2 separate regions of the Mus musculus genome follow, and region 1 is linked to region 2. Evidence: chromatin contacts called from public Hi-C data. All regions are on one chromosome and are shown on one strand. Each heading gives the region's core, a stretch centred on a gene start, on an enhancer-like site or on the middle of the called end of the contact. The rest is flanking DNA. Distances are from core to core; before and after follow the strand shown.

What was found. A called contact is a pair of places that touch in the nucleus more often than the background predicts.
Region 1: a contact with region 2 is called in a Hi-C map of pro-B cells, with 5 times the contacts expected there. The contact joins two enhancer-like sites. A contact is called at or near these places in 2 of 15 datasets of contacts at CTCF or cohesin (embryonic stem cells and pro-B cells) and 6 of 484 Hi-C or Micro-C datasets (the G1E-ER4 cell line, the N1E-115 cell line, cardiomyocytes and 3 more).

What each region holds. Positions count from the first base shown.
Region 1 is chr11:4,969,081-4,976,082 of GRCm38.p6, forward strand. It overlaps a transcript of Ap1b1 not described here. Among named protein-coding and RNA genes, the nearest start is that of Ap1b1, 14 kb to the right of the region's middle. Within about 2 kb of position 4,626, at least 67 of the 459 cell types and tissues checked have an H3K27ac peak or open chromatin away from gene starts, as enhancers often do. A contact at or near this core is called in the G1E-ER4 cell line and pro-B cells, where this site is marked.
Region 2 is chr11:4,417,429-4,424,288 of GRCm38.p6, forward strand. Hormad2 (HORMA domain containing 2) reads right to left here. Exons shown (of 11, transcript NM_029458.1): 5 at 6,843-6,860; 6 at 4,161-4,181; 7 at 3,276-3,302. Among named protein-coding and RNA genes, the nearest start is that of Hormad2, 20 kb to the right of the region's middle. Within about 2 kb of position 5,268, at least 62 of the 459 cell types and tissues checked have an H3K27ac peak or open chromatin away from gene starts, as enhancers often do. A contact at or near this core is called in the G1E-ER4 cell line and pro-B cells, where this site is marked.

The DNA of each region.
Region 1 (7,002 bases), core at 3,376-5,875, 550 kb after region 2:
CTCGCCCCAGCCAAGCTGCCCCAAACCCAACAGGGAGGTTCTGTTAGTCTCCCCCCCCCCCCCCCCCCCCCCGCTCATGTGGCTCAGAGAGGCCAAGATGCTTGCACAGCAGCTGGGGGTATCACTTAGTCAGTATTAACACAAACCTGCACAAGGCCAGTAGGGCCATCAGATGTGTAATAGAGCCTGGCATGCCAGTTCTGAGGTCTCAGCAGGTGGTCCTCAAACTCAGTATGAGGATAATGATGGCCTTGCATTGATCCTCCTGCCTCCGTGTCTAAGTAACAGATTAATAGGCATATATTATCACACCTGGTTTTACGCAGTGCTGAATATGGAACCCAGGGCCTTGTGCGTACTAGCTAAGTACTCTTATCAAATGAGCTACATCCATAGCCACTTAATTCTTTTTGTTGTTATTTTTGGGGCATGACAGTGTGTGTGTGTGCGCGCGCGCACAAGTGCATACTTGTGCACCTACATACAGATACACTCTCAAAAATGCAGGAAACACACGCTCCCCCCAAAAAGAATAACAGCCTCACTCCTTGGCATGTCAGTCCTCCTCAGGGACCTGCATAGACGACAGTAATGCCTTGGAGTACAGCATCCTCTCAGGACTCCAATTGGTAAGGACCATGAGATCAGCTAGTTTGGGGGACCTAGTTTGCTTTTCTCTTGACTGTGATAAACACTGACCAAAAACAACTTGGAGAAAGAAAGTTTATTTCATCTTCCAGCTCCCAGAGACCATGGGGTACACTGTTTACTGACTTGCTTTTCGTGGCCTGCTCAGCTTGCTGTCTTACACAGCCCAGGATCACCTACCTTGGAATGGAACCTCCCACACTGGGTTCCCATAACAGTTAATGGAGAAATGCTCCAGAGGCCTGTCTATAGGCCAATGTGATGTAGGTGCCCTCTTCTCAGGCGATGCTAGTTTGTGACAAGTTGACAAAAACTAACCAGTATAGGAATTGCTTGGTGAAGAACTGGGCAGGAGGCCAGGGCCAGGGGACACCAAAGCAGCACCTTCCAATAGCAACTGAGAGGCTCTCGTGGTGGGATTTCCTTGTCTGGTGGATTTGCAGAGTGGACATTGAGTTTTGAGCAGGTTGGTTGCTTCTCAATTAGGCATTGGCATAGTTTAGATCTAGAGTGTTCCCCAGTGCCTCTGTGTGGGAGCCCTGGCCAACTCTGTGTGGCCCCCAGTCTGGTGCTTTGGGGAAGGGTGGAACCTTTAAGAGGTAGGGCCAAAACCAGGTGGGGGTGGGGGTGGGGGTGGTGCACACCTTAAATACCAGCACTCTAGAGGCAGAGGCAGAAGGATCTCTGTGAAAGGCCAGCCTGGTCTACAGAGCAAGTTCTAGGACAGGCAGAGCTACACAGAGAAACCCTGTCTTGAAAAACAAACAAACAAAAAAGATAGCTGATGGGACATCTTTGGGTCACTGAGGATTGTGGAACCCTGGTCTCTTCCACTTTCTCTTTCATGTGTTGATTGTAAGGTACCTTATGCTGTGATTTACTGGCACCATAGGCCCAAAGCTGTGAGTTTTGCACGATGAGCTAAAACAACCTTTTCTCTTTATAAGCTGAGTGTCTGGTGCTTCTTATAGTAGTGCAGAGCTGACTGACCTGTCACCCCAACAAAGATTTTGTTTTTGCCTAGCCTCAGTGTGGTCACTCTACTACCCTAATGCCTTGATAGTAATGGACTGAACCTCTGAACCTGTAAGCCAGCCCCAATTAAATATTGTCCTTCATAAGAGTTGCCTTGGCCATGGTGTCTGTTCACAGCAGTAAAAGACAGAAGGGAACAAAACTTGCCCAGTGTCACACTGCTGGAGGCAGCACAGCCATTCACGTCCTCTTTCCTTTTCGTTGAGATACAACCCATCTGACTTGGTACATTCACCATGTTCAAGTACACAGTACAATGGCTCCACCACAGCCACGAGATATGCAGCCATCACCTAATACTAGAGCGCCTTATCTCCTCAAGAAGAAGCCCCATCCCACTGGCCCTCCACCCCTCCCCCTCCTCCTGCCCCTCCCCACTGGCCCCCTCCCGCCCCTCCACCCCTCCCGCCCTGCAATGGTTTGGATAAACAATATCCCCTAAAAGTCCATATATTGGACTCAAGAGTTTGGTCTCAAGAGTGGTGGTACTGGCCAGGCAGTGGTGGCACACTTGGAAGGCAGAGGCAGGTGAATTTCTGAGTTCGAGTCCAGCCTGGTCTACAGAGTGAGTTCCAGGATAGCCAGGGCTACAGAGAAACCCTGTCTCGAAAAACAAAACAACAACAAAAAGAGTGGTGGTACTGGACAGAGTCGTGGACTTTAGTGGGTGAGAATTAGGTCACTTGGGGTATGAGATTGGGATCGTGAGACCCCCACATGTCTGTCTGTCTGTCTCCACCTCCCTCCATCTCTGCTTGCTGACCCATGACATTACAGCTTGGTTCAGTGTTCATTGTTCCTTCCTGTCCCTTCATCCTATTAGTGCGAAAAAGCACCATAAGCAAGGCAACTTAGAAAAGAAAGCTTTTCATTTGGCTTATACTTTCAGAGGGTGAGAGCCCATGACAGCAGAGTTAAGCACGCTTAGCGCTCACATCTTGATCCACAACCACGAGACAAAGAGAGACTGGGAAACTCACAGTCTTTTAAAATCTCAAGCCCATTCCCAGGGACACACCTCCTCCAACAAGGCCACACCTCCTAATTCTTCCCAAACAGTTTTATCAAATGTATGAGTTTATGGGGCCATTCACTCAAACCACCACAGAGAACATAAGCAACCCCTGATCATTTTTTGATTTTGTTTTTCAAGACAGGGTTTCTCTGAGTAGGCCTGGCTGTTCTGGAATTTGCTGTGTAGACCAAGATGGCCTCGAAATCAGAGATACACGGGTCTCTGCCTCCCAAGTGCTGGGATTAAAAGTGTGCACTACCACCTCCCGGCATCCACCCCAATCTTGAATATGAACCTCCAGCTAAACAACCTTTCCTTTTTATCAGTTCATGACCCCAGATCTTCTACCATAGTTACACTGATCTGGCTAACACACTCCAGTTCTCTCCATTCTATAATCCCAGGCAACCGCTAAATCATTCTTTATGGATTTGCCTATTGTGACCATTTCAATAAATGAGATATAAACAATACTTGTCTCTTACTTCTGGCTTCTTTCACTTAGCAAGATTTCAAAGTTCATTCACATTGTAGCATGAACTGGTATTTTTTAAAGATTTATTTATTTATTTTATATATGTGAGTACACTGTTGCTCTCTTCAGACACACCAGAAGAGGCATTGGATCTCATTACAGATGGTTGTGAGCCACCATGTGGTTGCTGGGAATTGAACTCAGGAGCTCTGGAAGAGCAGTCAGTGCTCTTACCCGCTGAGCCATCTCCCCAGCCTGGGAACTGGTTTCATTGCTTTGTATAAATTCAAGTATCTATGCAGTGGAGAGATGCAGACACTTTTTCCATTTACTCAAAACCTAGGTAATTTGTCCCCAAGCCCAGTGCCATTTCAGGTGTGCCAGCCACATGACCTTAGGATCTTAGAAGCTCTGTCATTGGTAGTGACTGTCTGCGTCATCTTGCATATGGCAGTGTTTTGCAGGTTAATGGCTGCACAGTTGAAGACCTGAAGTGTTCTCAAACCAGCAAAAGGCTCAAAGGGCAGGTCGGAGGCAGGAACAGTCACTCAGAAATTAGTGCCTTCAGTCAGGAAGGAAGAGGAAAAGGAAGAAGAAGATGAGGAGGAGGAGAAGAAAAAGAAGACAATTATGCCCACAGCAACAAGGAGACAACTATGACATGTTGGTCAGATGAAGCATTCATTCAAGGCCCCTGAGGGGCTACCAGGACCCCTGTCTAGCACCGTAGGGATTGTAGGTAAAGTTTAGACTCAGGGTGAAGAGTGCTGAGAGATGGGCCCACAGAGCCACTCCTTAACATCAGTAGTGATAATAGCAGGCTGAGGTTGTAGCTCACTTGGCAGAGTTCTTGCCTAACTAACTGGCACGAAGCCCCTGAGCTCAATCTCACCATCGCATCTATGTGAGGCTTAGTGACCCATGCCTGGACTCATACTAGTAGGATCAGATTTTCAAGGTTAACCTCAGTTTGAGACTGTGCCAAAAAATACACACACCACATGCACACACACACACACACACACACACACACACACACACACACACACACACACACTTACTTGTGAAAGCTCAAAACAGCCGTGAAGCTGCCTGGCTCGCCTCGTATGTACTCACTATGCACCTAACCTCCACTAGGGGTCAGGCTTGCCTAGGAGTCACTTCTCTGTTCACATTCATAACAGCAGCTTCTGGGTAGTCCTCAATGTCTACATGCATAAACTGAGGCCCAGAGAGCTGGAGAGGCTTATCCAAGTCACACAGCCATTAGCCGAAACCTTGGTCGGCATGATGATTCACACCTCAGGGCAAGGCTTACACAGAGATGCCTCTTCAGAGAGCCCTCAGCCCTCCCGCGCTTTGGCATTATTGTGAGGGTGTAATCCCAGGAGGCCTGTGAGACCCAGGGCCTGGCACAGAAGCCACATACATTAACCAGCTGTGAACAGGATGATGGGGGTGGAGCTCAGTGACACAGCGCCTCCTGAGCCTGTGTAAGGCCCTGCGTTCCATCCCCAGCATTGAGGAGAAGAGAACAAAATGGCAAAAGTCCAGGACATTTCTGTCTTGTTTGAGACAGAGGGTCTGGAGCGTGTAGACATACTTTTTGGTCAATTTATTGGGTTCTATTATCTCCCACCTTTCCAACCCTTCTTCCACTACAATTCCTTCTAGCCCCCCAACACTAGGCAAGAGAAGAAAGAAAGTTAGAGGGGTAAGGGGTATAGATCTCTTTAGGCTACCTTCTGCTGATCAGGGGCGTTGGTTTCCTTGGAGCAAGTCCAATCTTCTTCATCAGAATATCTCCAACCAACACAGGAAGCAGAAGTAGTAGCAGCAGCCCTACCCCAGGTCCTCTGGGGCTCTGGCATTTACCCTCTCTAGAGTCCCCAGAATTCTAAACAAAACTTTCTGCAGCTGGCAAAAACCATGGCCCTCCTAGAGCAGGAGCCAGTCCTAGCCAGCAGCCATGGGCAGTCTGAAGCAAGCCATATCCTGCGCCTGGGATTAAAACAAAAACACTCACAGGACATGACTAGGGTTTTTTGTTGTTGTTGTTATTGTTGTTTTGTTTTTGTTTTTGCTTTTCGAGACAGGGTTTCTCTGTGTAGCCCTGGCTGTCCTGGAACTCACATTGTAGACTAGGCTGGCCTCGAACTCAGAAATCCGCCTGCCTTTGCCTCCCAAGTGCTGGGATTAAAGGCGTACACCACCATGCCCGGCTTTTTTTTTTTTTTTCCAGATAGCAGTTCTTGAAACCCTGAGTGTAGGACAGTTCAAGGGAGGGGGGCAAGAGAAGTGGGCTCCAGAAGGCCTTACAGAGGAAGCTGGGAGAATCTGAAAGAACAAACAGGAAGAGACTGGCTTCCAGTAGGCCAGGACAAGGAGAAATGCCTGCAGGTTGGGCAGGCAGCTTTGTGGCCAGTTGGAAAGTCCCTGTGTGGCTCTTCCAGGGGGACACCCGAGTCTGTCATGAAATCCTAGTTCCAGACTAGGTATCCTGCTTCCCCAGGGCCTTACCCACAGGGAAGAGGGTGCAGGCTGTGGAGGGAAGTGGAACAGCGTGGTCCAAACCCAAGCCGCAAAGATGTATTTCCCATTCTGCACGGCACATTCTGCAATGATTGATGTCTGTGTACACAGGAAGGGTAAGTGCCTTGCTCAGGTTCACACAGCCTAAAACAGCAAATCCCATGTCCAAGATGCCCAGCCCCTTGTAATCATGAACTAGACCTTCCCCGGAAGTACTGACTTCCTCCCAGCACACATCCTGAGCTGTCTGTATCTTTGTGAAACCAGGACAGCAGCTCTGCCTATCCCAGCGTGGTTGTGTGGATGAAGGGAGGGAGGTATTTGCGTAGTCTAGACTCTAGGGCAGCAGTTCTCAACTTGTGTGTGGAAACCCCACAGAGGCCGCATATCATGTTTACATTACGATTTGTAACAGTAGCAAAAATACAGTTATGAAGTAACAATGAAATAATTTTATGGTTGGGGGGTCACCATGACATGAATAACTATTAAGCATTAGGAAGGCTGAAAACCACTGTTCTAGAGCACCGTGAGTTACAGGCTAATGATCCCAGTGCCACCGCCATTTGCATCATCACTAGGAAGGTAGAAGCCAACTGAATGATTTAACCCGGTTATTGCACGGTGAAGGAAACTGAGGCCAGACAGACAGGGTATATGGATCATGGCTGATAATTAGGAAAGAAACTTCTAAAATCCTCTTGGGTATGATGCCTGTCATCTCCACCCTCCTGCCCTGGCTGGTAATACATTCCCAGGAGTGTAGCCAGGACGCCCAGTTTCACGCGGTGGACTACAGGTAGCCATGGCATCCAGAGTTCAGCTGCGAAGGAAAATCCGCCCTGCCCGGCTAGGCTAGCTGTTGCAGACCCCTCGGGCAGTTCAGCTCCCACCCCCCACCCCCACCCCCACCCCCACCCCCGACTCTTCCAGGGACGCAGCGTCCTCGCAGTTGTCTATTGTTTTGTATTAAGCCTCCTCACCGGTGTCTTTTGCACCTTAAGGACACACTGCCTTCCTAGACGTGACTTTAGCGCCTCCTACTGGGCAGAGCACTAGCTTCCCCTGAAGAGCCCGCTTAGCTCAGCTCAATGGGCCAGCAAAAGTTTCAAGCAAGTTTCTCAGAGCCACACCTGCTCTAGGGGAGCTATGGCCTCATATCGGTGGGGTGGTGGGCTAGCACACACTTACAAAATCCGGTCACATTTTGCGACACCAATTCCAGGTGTTCCACTTATCAAAGTCCCTATAATGGGGGAACATCGGGCATTTTAGTGAGAGAAATGGGGTCTCCCTG
Region 2 (6,860 bases), core at 4,018-6,517:
TATTGTTCAGTGAAACAGGAAGTTAAAATTGTGTGATCACCTCTCATAGGCACAAAAGACTAGACAATGAAACACATGGTAGCACTGCTCATAAAACTCATATATGTAATGTTTTTGTTTTGTTTTGCAAGGCATAGTTTTTCTATGTAGCCCTGGCTGCCCTGGAACTTGCTCTATAGACCAAACTAGCCTCAGACTCAGAGATCCGCCTGCTTCTGCCTCCTGAGAGCTGGGATTAAAGGCGTGTGCGGGACTCTACTGCCCCAACTCCTAACTGTAATTCTTAACGGTTTATCACAAATTAAGACGTGTTTGCTTGATTTGCCCCCACACTTCAGTGTGTGCCTACAGAAAAGCTCGTTGTCGGTCTTATCGCTTTAGTTTTCAGGCTCTCTTTCACGACAGCAGTCAGAACAAAAGTATAAATGCAAATGTGCTACAGTTGTGTGCACGGCTCCTAATTCTGTCCGCTTCGGAATTAGGAAAAACTCTTGGATCTAAGCTGTTCAACTGTTGTGCTTGATATATTCTTCACAGGAGTGCTGCAAATTTTAGTCCCAAGTGGAAAGTTTATTTTTATTCCTAGTAAATATTTTACTGTTATTTTTTGTGCCATTTTGTTTAGGGAAGGTTATCCTTTCAGAGATGACTCAAGCTATTGGCACAGGATCAATAAATGACAGAGATTAGGTTGATCTGAAAAGGTTGTCTCCTGGTTATTTACGAGAATGAGGTCAGAGAGCCCCACAGTTTTCTCAGTGACTTGATGTTAGGCAGCAGCCAAGCCATAAAACAGTGGGACCTTGGGCATGCCTTTCTACACTATGAACAGTGGAGAACTGGCATAGTAGTGAAAGTGTAATAATCACTGCTATGTGATCTGATGAGAAATGTCCCTCAGAACATTTGGACGCTTGGCCCCCGTTGGTGGCACTGTTTGGGGATGTTGTGGAACCTGTAGGAGGAACCTGACTGGAAGAAGTTTGTCACTAGGGTGGACTTTGGTAGTTTATAACCTCATTTCCACTTCCAGTTTGCTCTCTCTGCTTTGGGTTTGTGGTTGAAGATGTGAGTACTCGGTTTCCTGCCCCTGCTGCCTACCTGCTGCTTGCTATGCCTCCTTGCCATGAGGAATTCCTCTCTGGAACTGTAAGCCAAAATAAACGCTTCTCTAAGTTGCTCTTGGCGATGGCATTTTATCAGAGCAGCAGGAAAGTACTAATACAATCACTGACTTTGTTTGGAGTTTTTTTAAAAAGACTCAAATAGTCTACCGTTTTTTAGTAATTAGATGTGTGCTATGAAAACGTAGCACTTAGGGATTGCTTCCACAGAGAAGAAATGGTAAGTGTTCAAAATATTTTTGTTGGGTCATGGATAGCTTGAAACTTATCATACAAAACGCTCTCTTTTCAAAACCACAGTATCTTTTTTTAAAAGATTTATTATTATATCTAAGTACACTGTAGCTGTCTTCAGATACACCAGAAGAGGGCGTCAGATCTCATTATGGATGAATGTGAGCCACCACATGGTTGCTGGGATTTGAACTCAGGACCTTCGGAAGAGCACTCAGTGCTCTTAACCACTGAGCCATCTCTCCAGCCCCCAAAACCACATTATTCTATATGTTAGCATCAAAACTAATTTAGTCACTTTATTCTCATTGTCAGATTTATCCTGAGGTAAACTCAAGTTTTACCTCTAAAACTACTGATTTCTTTTTTAAAATAAAGTTTATTATTTTAAAAAATCTGCAAATAAATAAAAGATCATGCACCAAAACTAACCAGATTTCAAACTAGGAGAGGTGTGTGCATAGGGAAACATAATAAGAATGAGAAAAACAAATCAGTCCTAATTTAAAAAAAAAAAAATTGAAACTTACTAGAAGAAAAAGATCGGGATAGCTGGTAGTAGAGCACAAAGACTGGGTTCCAGCCCCAGGACTCAGTAAACCAGGCATGGTGCTATCTTGTAATCTCAATACTGTGTATACACAACTGGGGCATTTGGTGAAGGCAGCGGGATCTGAAATTCAAGGGGATTCTCAGCTACATAGTGGGTTCTAGAAACAGCTTAAGGGGGAGAGAGATTCAGAAAAAAGGACCTAAGACCAGTTTGGGCATTAAGGAATTGCTATACACTTGTGTGTAGTAGTTATTCTCCTCACCTGCATGGTTATTTTCAATCTTGCACAGAGAAAATACTAAGGATTTAACAATTTAGTTTTGAATGTCGCCAGTTAGACTAAATACACTGGCTTAGAGAAGAAAAATTCAAACCAAGGGGAAAAAAAGAGGAGAAAGCTAGGAGAGAGACAAAACCGGGTGAGAAAACAAAGGGCTTCTCACTCTGTGTTCGTGTCACAGGCAGAAAGGCCATGGAAGTGGCACAGGTAACTATGTCGTATTTAGGCAATGCTAGTCACTCTACAAGCTAGAAAACAACACGCTTCTCCCAGGAACTCCAAATCCTCATCTCCTTAGGAAATATAGGAATCAACCCAGAGGGTTAAACAGGGCTCTGCTTAGAAAGGACTTTAGAAAAAGTAGAAGTTAGTACAGTGAGCCAAAGAGGATTTCACAAAAGATCTGAACAGCAGCAGGGTCCAGGAGTCACTAAGCAAGCTCAGGAATGTAAAGATGAGAGTGAGATGGAACGCTCTCAGCGTCTATGAGAGCATCAACAGAGGGCGTTCAGTGCTCACGAGCTCAGAGTAATGCTGTAGCTTTTACTTTTCCAGAAGATCATAAGCAAATAATTAGATATTTTATTATTATCATACAATAGTAAATGCTTATTAGTTCTACAATATATATTAATAAATTACTTTTATACATTTATGATTAGGAGAATCTTAATATTGACATGTTATAAAAAATAGCCTCAGTTCTTTTTTTTCTTCGAGACAGGGTTTCTCTGTGTGGCCCTGGCTGGTCTAGAACTCACTTTGTAGACCAGGCTGACCTCGAACTCAGAAATCCGCCTGCCTCTGCCTCCCAAGTGCTAGGATTAAAGGCGAGTGCCATCACTGCCGGCCCGGCCCAATAGCCTCAGTTCTAAACTGCTTTTTTTTTGGTTTTTGGGTGTTTCTAAAAACAAAAAAATCTAGTTTCTAAAAATATTTTCATAATAAAAGACTTGTTTCATTTATAATGAAACATAAAGTTCATGATAAATTGCTCTGTTTATGTGGTAGTCTAGTAACATAATTGATAGCCTCATTTCAGATAAATATACTTAAATATAGTATACATACACTACCCTCTTACCTCAGGTTCCTTGGGATTTGTGTAAAGCTGTTTAAGGGAAAATAAAAAGCACTTAATTTCCAGACTTACTAATTGCTGCTCACTGAATGCACTGTCTTTGTGAAGAGTTTAATTTGTACTGTGCTAACTGAGTCCCGAGCACCAGCTAGGCATATTTCTAGCTAGATATAGGATGAGCTCGTATTTTACTAAAAACTCGGAATCTTTACAACTTTCTATGAACACTAAATATAAGGAAGTTTATAACTGATGCATAGTATTTTTGATTAATATGACTGAACTACAAGTAAATTCATTTGTTTGTTTGTTTGTTTGTTTGTTTGTTTGTTTCAAGACAGGGTTTCTCTGTGTAGCCCTGGCTGTCCTGGAACTCACTCTGTAGACCAGGCTGGCCTCGAACTCAGAAATCCGCCTGCCTCTGCCTCCCAAGTGCTGGGATTAAAGGCGTGTGCCACCACTGCCCAGCTGTACAAATAAATTCTTAACTTGTTATGTCATAAATATTTAAATAATTAATATGTTTTATCAATGGTATCTCAATTTTCTACAATCATTTTATACCTATGGGTATATAAAACTTCAAAAAAAAAGTCCACAAAACTTTCAAACAAAAGACTTTGGATCTGTTACATATCTAAAAATATATTTAAATCCTAAGCATTAATATGATATATTCTCTCATATGATATGTTCTCTCATATAATAATATATATGTCAAAGAAATATACTGAACATTTATAATATCTTAAGTTCTGATATATCCAATTTTGAAATGCTAAAATGTCATAAATCTCACGAGGGGAAGCGGGAAAGATGCCTGTTTAATGCTGTACTTGCCAAAAGTTCATGCAGAGACAGAGACTTGGCCTTTAAGTTTGTACTTACTGTTAATACTGCCATGTGTAGCTTCAAGAGAAAAGAAAACTCTGTTATTATATGTTTGTACTATAGTATTGACAATTCTGATGAAGACTAATTCAAATATTACTTCAGAGAGAAAATATTCAGAAGGTCAGAAAAAGGAACTAATTCACCCATTCAAACAATTTCTATTACAAACACTGGCTTTACTGGGACAAAAGAAGGATTATCAAAAAAAAGTTTCTTATTTTCTAATTCGGGAACCAAAAGATATGCAAAACAATCCATTATTGTTCAAAATTAAATGTACCACAAGAATCCCTAATAAGTACTCCTTTTAAAATTTACCAAGCAAGGTAAACAACTTAGAAACTCTGATGTGTCTCACAAACTCGTGCCTTTCTCTATACATCACAAAACTACAAAGACATTCTCTCAGCTTTAAAGAATATTGAATATACAGACATAAATAGAATCAACACTATGATAAATTCTTAAATATAAAACGTGAGGACCATAATTCTGTAGCAGTTGACTAAAACTTTAGTGCCACCTTGTGGCTATTTTAGCATATAACTGATTTTTTTTTTCTTCTTTATAACTGATTTTTATGACCACACAGTAAAACTATTAATAGTTTATTGTCACATTAAAAGAAGAAAGAATATGGCTAGCCGCTGATCTCAAGATGCATGCCGACTAGAAAGGGGAACTAACAGTAAGAAAATCACATGGCCACACTGTTATACTCAGGGTCTGCTGTGAAGAAACAACACAAAGTGTTAGGGGAACCCTCAAATGAGGGACAATTTTAGCGGCAGGACAAGATGGAGCTAGGCAGGCCATGCATAGGGTCTGGACAGACCTTTTTGAGCAAGAGGAACAGTATGTGGAAGATACTGGCATCCTAGAGAGTCTTCGTGTAGCCTGAGCATGGGAGTGAGGGAGGGTGTCTTAGAAAATCAATAGGGACATTCAGGCCTGCTCGATCGTGCAAACAGCTTTGAACACTTTTTTAAATTCCTGGGAAATTTTTAGGCATAAAGGATAACATGATCAGAGTTCAGTTTCTGAAAGAATGTAGTGTGGTTCACGAGCAGGAATTGTGAGAGATGAGAGGGGCAATAGGGGAAGTACCCAGAATTTCATAACTAGTAAGACCATGTTCTTCAACAGGACATCTTCCAAGGGCACTTGCTACTTGAAACCTGGTTTTACTTGAACTACTCTTTGTTTCTTTGGGTTTTCTTGAGACAGGGTTTCTATATAACAGTCCTGGTAGTCCTGGAACTCACTCAGTAGGTCCCACTGGCCTGAAACTCACAGAGACCTGCCTCTACTTCCTGAGTGCTGAGTTTAAAGGCTTGCGTCACCAGTGACCTGCTTTTTTATTCCTCTTCCTCCTCTTCCTCTTCCCCCACTCCTTTCTTCTTTGTAAGAAACAGGGTCTTGTCACCGCGTGGATGGCCTTGATCAGGACTGTTAGCTGAGATCTCTGGAGTGAAAGAGGGTCTTGTCACGCGTGGACGGCCTTGATCAGGTTAGCTGAGATCTCTGGAGCTGCCCTTCTGAAGGATTCAGAGTTTTTGCATAACTTAGTCCCAAGACATACCTGGCGAACCAGGAAATCTCCTGACTGAACTGCTTAGGTAATCGGCCTTCACACAACTCCTACATCAGATAAGAGGTTTTGCTATGCGGAAATTGTCTTGCTAAAAGTGCCTTTTTTGTGTAACAATAAAGAACTTATGAAAAGTTCCTAGGTGTTCAGTACTTCCGAGGCTAATCCATCCCGCTGCGCTGCCGAGAAGCCAAATTCATCCTGCAATGTCTCTTTCTCAACCCAGACCCCAGACAACCAATAATTTAGCAACAGGTACAGCTGAACCAGTAGATAACTAGCAATCATTAGCCCTCATATGAGCAACACTCACCTCCTGCCATGTCTCTAAGCCCTTCCCTGATCTGTCTTATCTTTGTATCCCTCTGTCCCCTGGGTCAAAATGGAATGAATGTGAGTAACTGTTCACCCAAGGTGGGAAGGAGTGAGGGACTCCGTGACTACATTACTGACACAATGGCAAGCCTCTTCACTGCAGCTTAACGTGGAGCTGACGAGTGAAGACTTGGGGGAATGGAGCAAGCATAGGAGCAGGGGTTTCATTCAGGTGCATCGCATCTCTTCAGCCAGACCTTGAGCCTTCATTCTTCACATTCTTCATTCGTGTCTACTGAAGCATGAGAGAGCATACGCACTTAAAATCTGGGCTGTGTCTTTTAAAAGTTCAAAGTTATACACAGGAGTTATAATTAACAAAATAAAATAGAGTAAAACTTCATTATTTAACTATTTCTTCTTTTCCATCTGCAAACCGAGTCACCGCTATTTAGAACATGTTCAACGTGCTAACTACCAGATTCTTGTCTTCCTTAACCCACATCCTGTGGATCTTGTCCAGTGACTTCAGAGGAAATTCTGTGGTTAAAAAAGATATGCGTATATAAAAAGGAAAACGAAGCTTTCGTTTCTATTTGTTGTAAGGGAGACAACAGTGAGGCGACACAGACAAAATAAAAGAAAATCGACTAACAAATAAAAAAGCAAGCACTGCTATACTGTTAAACACTACAAAATAAAATGTCTAAACTTTTTTAAGGAGTAAAGATGAGTCTTTAATTTGGAGGTAAATTTTCAAAAATTCTTACGTATCTCTTTTCCAAAGC